Linked DNA regions of Nomascus leucogenys: region 1 is linked to region 2. A link is a contact called in public Hi-C data. All regions are on one chromosome and are shown on one strand. The core of a region is the stretch at or near the end of the contact, and the rest is flanking DNA. Distances in the headings are between cores, read along the strand shown.

The links. Hi-C and Micro-C count contacts between places; a contact is called where the count stands out from the background.
Region 1: a Hi-C map of a lymphoblastoid cell line shows a contact between it and region 2, with 8 times the contacts expected there. The contact joins two enhancer-like sites. A contact is called at or near these places in 2 of 4 Hi-C or Micro-C datasets (a lymphoblastoid cell line and an unstated tissue).

The regions. Positions count from the first base shown.
Region 1 is chr16:77,717,707-77,720,607 of Asia_NLE_v1, forward strand. No RefSeq gene overlaps it. Among named protein-coding and RNA genes, the nearest start is that of TRIB1, 210 kb to the left of the region's middle. Within about 2 kb of position 1,560, the one cell type or tissue checked has an H3K27ac peak away from gene starts, as active enhancers do. A contact at or near this core is called in a lymphoblastoid cell line, where this site is marked.
Region 2 is chr16:77,195,056-77,197,826 of Asia_NLE_v1, forward strand. All of the region lies in intron 3 of NSMCE2 (E3 SUMO-protein ligase NSE2), which reads left to right. Among named protein-coding and RNA genes, the nearest start is that of WASHC5, 33 kb to the left of the region's middle. Within about 2 kb of position 1,441, the one cell type or tissue checked has an H3K27ac peak away from gene starts, as active enhancers do. A contact at or near this core is called in a lymphoblastoid cell line, where this site is marked.

The DNA of each region.
Region 1 (2,901 bases), core at 310-2,809, 520 kb after region 2:
TCCCACAGATCAGTTACGAAAAAGGGCAAGTTTCTATTTGTTAAACTTATCTCTGCAAAACGTTTCCAGGTATGTCCCCGTTGTTGTGTATCCTCTCCTGAGCTGGCCTGCTCTAGATCCAGCACTTGATCTTCCTGAGGCAGGGAAGAGCCTGTGTCTCCAGGCAGACCCTGTGGCCAGGCTGTGTGTTGCATCCTCATTACCGCAGTCTCTGCAGGCTGCGGGACCGCATCCCTCTGCCTGAATATTCCTTTCCCTCTCTGCTGCAATTCTGTGCTGCCACCGTGATCTTCCGGGAAACATTCTTTTTGTCCTTCAAGGTCAATTCACATGGACTGTCCTCTGGAAGATCCCAACTGCCACCTCCATTTCTCAGTTCCCCCCCACCGGGCACACGTCTACATTATTTCTGTGTGCACACATTTATGACAAAGTGGTAAATGACGAGGGTTTTAGTGACAGACCCCTGGCTTTTAGCCTGGCTCTGCCACCCAGTGTGGGTCTCTCCACCCAAGCCTCAATTTTCCCATCTATGAAGTGGCGCTAATCGTAGTACCTACCTCTCAGGTTTTTGTGAGGATTAAGTAGAAGAGTGCATATAAAGCACTTGAGAAATGAACGTGTCAACTGCTGCATATGTGCTCCTGGTTCTTTTATTTTTCTAAAAGGTGAGTCCTTCACACCCTGGCTTACCCCTGATACATCTTTGCGTCTCTGGTGATGAGTAGAGTTCCTGCCACACAGTCGGTGCTCCATACATGACAATCAAACTGAAGTTCAGTAGCAGGCATTTGCTGAGCACTTACTATGTACTAGGTGCTGAGTATGCCAAGATGGGAAGCCGCCAAAAGGTCGAGATGCATTTATGTAAAGACAGCTAATGAGAGACTGAATGGGTCCCAGTATGATGCAGTCATTGGCTCGTTTATTCATTAAGGCTTTTGTTGCACCAGGTTCTGGGGAGATAGATATGAATAAAATGCATTCCTGGTCCTCGAAGGGGCATGCATGTTTGCAAAATGTACAATAGGAGCGAATGACTGCTGTTGTAGGGGTATGAACGAGGTAGACCCTGGGGCTCAGAGGTCAGAGCCAGCCAGGGATTGCAGATGGGTTTGTAATGGCAGGGGCCAGGGGAGCTGGGGGAGATGGACGGTGCTTTTGTACTTGCTGACCCTTCGCTTGGGATGCTGTTCCTCCTCCACATCCTTCTAGCCTCAGAGGGCCTGTCCCCTCCTCAGTGCGTCCTCCTTGGGAAGCCCACCTCCTCATCTGTCTGTCACTGTGCTCTGTTCATTTCTTCTGAAGTGCTAACCACAATCCACAGTGACTAAAAGGCAGAGAAGGAAGGAAACCAACACTTCTTGAATACCTACTAGGTGCCAGGCACCGTGATCGTCCATTGACACACATTATTTAATTAATCTTCTCAACACTCCTGGGGTACCAGAATTATTATCGTCATTTTGCAGACTACAACAGAGGTCCTAAGACGGCACGTATCTTTGCCCAAGGTCACCAGCCGGAAACAGGAATGGAACTAGAATCAAGGCTAGCTGCCATTCCACACCCGCGGCACTTTCATGGCAACGGGAGAGGCCAGGTAGGAAAGAGAGGAAGTAGAGTGACTCATTTACCGCCCCAGGCATTTCAGCAACAAGTAAGTGATTTCCCTAATTCTGGTCTGCTATTAATACAGACTTGGCAGCTAAGAACTAAGTTGCAGAAAAACAGGTTTTCTTCCTAACTCAGCAGCACCACCTGCAGCATCTAAGGGAACACTGCAAAAATGATCAGCAGTGGGAACTCTGGTCTTTGCTGGAGCCCCGAGAGGGTATCATGAGGGAGGAAACTGAGGCATCATCCAGTCACTTTTCATCTTTAAAAGGAGCAAATTGAGACCAAGAAAGGAACTTACTTCAAGTCACAAAGTTAGTGATGGCATATTTGAAGGTGTATCCCTCCTGACTCCTAGTTCAGTACCCCTTCTCCTCACTTTCCCTTTCATCTTTCTTCTTCTTCTTCCTCCTTCCCTTCTCCTCCTCCCCTACCTTCCTTCCTCCTCCTCATCTTCTCTCTCATTTATTCACTAAGCAAACATTAATTGGGCACTTAATAGATCTTGAGCATATTCCTCTTTGTGGGATATAAATATGGATAGCTAACGTTTTCTTTTTGTGTTATTGCCTGGATTAACTGACACTAACAATGTACTTCATAATTACAACTAAGATGCATTGAGCGTGAGTGTGTGCCAGGCACCATGCTGAGGCTTTATCTCAGTTACCCTCACAGATGAGGACACTAAGGCTTAGGGAGGTCTAGGAACATGCCCAGCATGGCTCAATGAGTTGTAAAGCTGGGATTGAAACCCAGATCCTTCTGACTCCGGGGCCAGAGATCTTAACCGTTATGTTATATTTACTCTTTAAAGTATCTAAGGTTAATTCAAGAAGTATCCATACTCTAAAAGAATTTTGCTCCTATTTAAAATAATGACTTTTTTTTTTTTCTTTTTGAGACAGAGTCTTGCTCTGTCGCCCAGGCTGGAGTGCAGTGGATCTTGGCTCACCGCAACCTCTGCCTCTTGGGTTCAAGTGATTCTCCTGCCTCAGCCTCCCGAGTAGCTGGGATTACAGCATGTGCCACCACACCTGGCTAATTTTTGTATTTTTAGTAGAGACAGGGTTTCACCATGTTGCCCAGGCTGCTCTTGAACTCCCGACCTCAGGTGATCCTCCCACCTCAGCCTCCAAAGTGCTGGGATTACAGGCGTGAGCCACTGTGCCTGGCCTAAAATAACTACTTATTTCTTGTCTTAGAGTGGTGCTGATTCTCTTGTCAAATTAATTGCTTCTTAAATCCCTAGGAGTTTATGTTAAGGTTTATCTAGGTACCAGG
Region 2 (2,771 bases), core at 191-2,690:
TACTTTCCAAAATGAGAAAATAAGCCCTTTTGTTAATTTTTGAACCTAATTTTTTTTTTGTCAGTTCATTTGTTTTATTTATTTTTTTTTCTTTTTTTAAATTATTATTATACTTTAGGTTTTAGGGTACATGTGCACAATGTACAGGTTTGTTACATATGTATCCATGTGCCATGTTGATTTCCTGCACCCATTAACTCGTCATTTAGCATTAGGTATATCTCCTAATGCTGTCCCTCCCCCCTCCCCCAACCCCACAACAGTCCCCGGAGTGTGATGTTCCCCTTCCTGTGTCCATGAGTTCTCATTTGAACCTAATTTTTAAAGACCGCATTCCATTTTTGTGTATGGAATGTCTTAGGCAGAGGTTCTCAAACTTGAGGGTGCATCAGCATCAATTTAGAGAGCTTGCTGGGCTGGGCATAGAGAAGGCTCACAGCTGTAGTCTTAGCACTTTAGGAGGCCGAAGCGGGCGGATCACTTGAGGTCAGGTGACCTCAGCCTAGCCAACATACCCAAACCCCATCTCTACTAAAAATACAAAAATTAGCTGGGCATGGTGGCACACGCCTCTAGTCCCAGCTACTCGGGAGGCTGAGGTGGGAGGATCACTTGAACCGAGGAGGCAGAGGTTGCAGTGAGTCAAGATTACACCACTGCACTCCAGCCTGGGTTACAGAGTGAGACTATCTTAAAAACACACACACACACACACACACACACACACACACGCACGCACCACGCACGCACAGATTGCTGGACTCTGCCACTAGAGTTTCAGTAGGTCTCGAATGAGTCTAAGAATGTGCATTTCTCATGGATACATATGTAACAAACCTGCACATTGTGCACATGTACCCTAAAACCCTAAAGTATAATAAAAAAAAAAAAAAAAAAAAGAATGTGCATTTCTGAGAAGTTCCCAGGGTCTGCGGGTACACTTCGAGAACCCTTCTCTAGTATTTCCCATTTGGTAGGAAATACCACTAGGTGGCACCAGAACACTTCTTATGAAGTGGCTATTGGCTTTTTGAACAGTGCTTATTGCACAGTTTAAGATTATATAAAAGATACAATCACTAAATTACTGGAATTTGGAGCCTGAATTATTTCATGTATATAAAAAGTAAGAATGTGTTGATTCTATTAGACCAGAGAACTATAGGACTATTAAGGTTACATTTTGAGATCGACTCTTCCAGGAATGAGGACTATACCTCTCAGCTTTGCTGCTCTCATTTTCAGTTGTGTGGGTTAATCAGTTTCATTTGCCAGTGATTGATGCCGATCCTTTCACAAAATAAAAATAAACATTTCATATGAATCATAAGTATTTATTCTTCCAAGTTAATGCTTCTTGATTTTGTTTTTATCGATTACATTTTAAAACCACTTTTAAAAGACTTACACATATTGTGTGCATAAATTTCTTGTAATTTTGTCCTTCCTCCAGTGGCCCAGTTGTATTTGGGACAGTTTTAGAATGTCAAAAAGGGTGAAATGTGCTTTCCTATTGGCTTCCTTAGTCAGAAAGTTGAGTAGTTTCCTTTTTAAGAGCTATTGAGAGGAAAGTTTTGGCTGCTGTTCACCTCACCTCACCTCCTGTTACCGTGGAATCTCACTCCATAAATTTCCAATCATTCCAACACCTCCAGATTTTCTTTCCTCCACCGACTGTAACAACCTGAAAGTTGGCATGGTTTCTCCACATGATGGCGTGTGTGGAAATAATTACTTGCTGTGTTCCCCTGTTTGCTAAGCTCTCCCATTCACATTAGGATGTCACTTTGTGAAACAGTAAATGAGTCACTTTTTAGTTTTTAAAACAGTGTGTATAGTATCTGAATACCATCTGGGTTTTTCTAGAATCCTGAGAATAATTTTTCTATTAATTCTGCTTTTTTGTCTTTGGAGCTGAAGCTTGGTTTAGGTTTCAGTGACCTAACGGGGTTTGAAAATGACCACCACAGAAAAAACTGAATTGGAGTCACTCAATCAGATTTAAAATTAGATTAGCACTTTATTATATATCTTTGATAATTGGAAATAATTGAGACTCGTTTAATGCTAAGCAAAGATGACAGCTTATGGAAGAAGTAGATAGAACAGACTTTAGGATTATTTTTGAGACATCAGATTCCTTTTTAAAAGACATAAAATTTTACATCTTCTAGTAAGCAGAAAGGAGCTTTTTGTAGATTGGTAATTAACATAACTAAACTGACTTGATTATTCTAGGGAAGATTATTTTATTATCCAGACCTATTTTTTCTCCCTCTTCTTTCTGTACTTTATAAATGAAATTATTTGTTATATATAAATGTAAAGCATTATTTATATATAGCAGTCCTGTCCAATTAAAGTATAGTGTTAGCCACAAGTGTAATTTAAAATTTTCTGCTGTCCTTATTACAAAAAGTAAGAAGAAAGAGGAAAAATTACTTTTAGAAATGTTTTATTTAAACAAATGTGTCTAAAATATTTTAACATATGATCAATATGAAAGTTACTAATATTATTTTGTCTTTTTTGATACTAAAATTAGAATCTTACAGTACATGTCAATCTGCACTAGCCATATTTCATATATTTAGTAGTCACATGTGAAAAATGAGTACTGTATTAGATAACAGCACATATATAGGTTATTTCATTTGTCAGTGACTGTGTCAGAGAAGGGTAAGAAAGTGTAAGGATATTTAAATCAACTCATCATGTAACATTTTAGAAGTTTTGGAGAGTATTCAAATCAAACCAGTCGGTAAAACGAG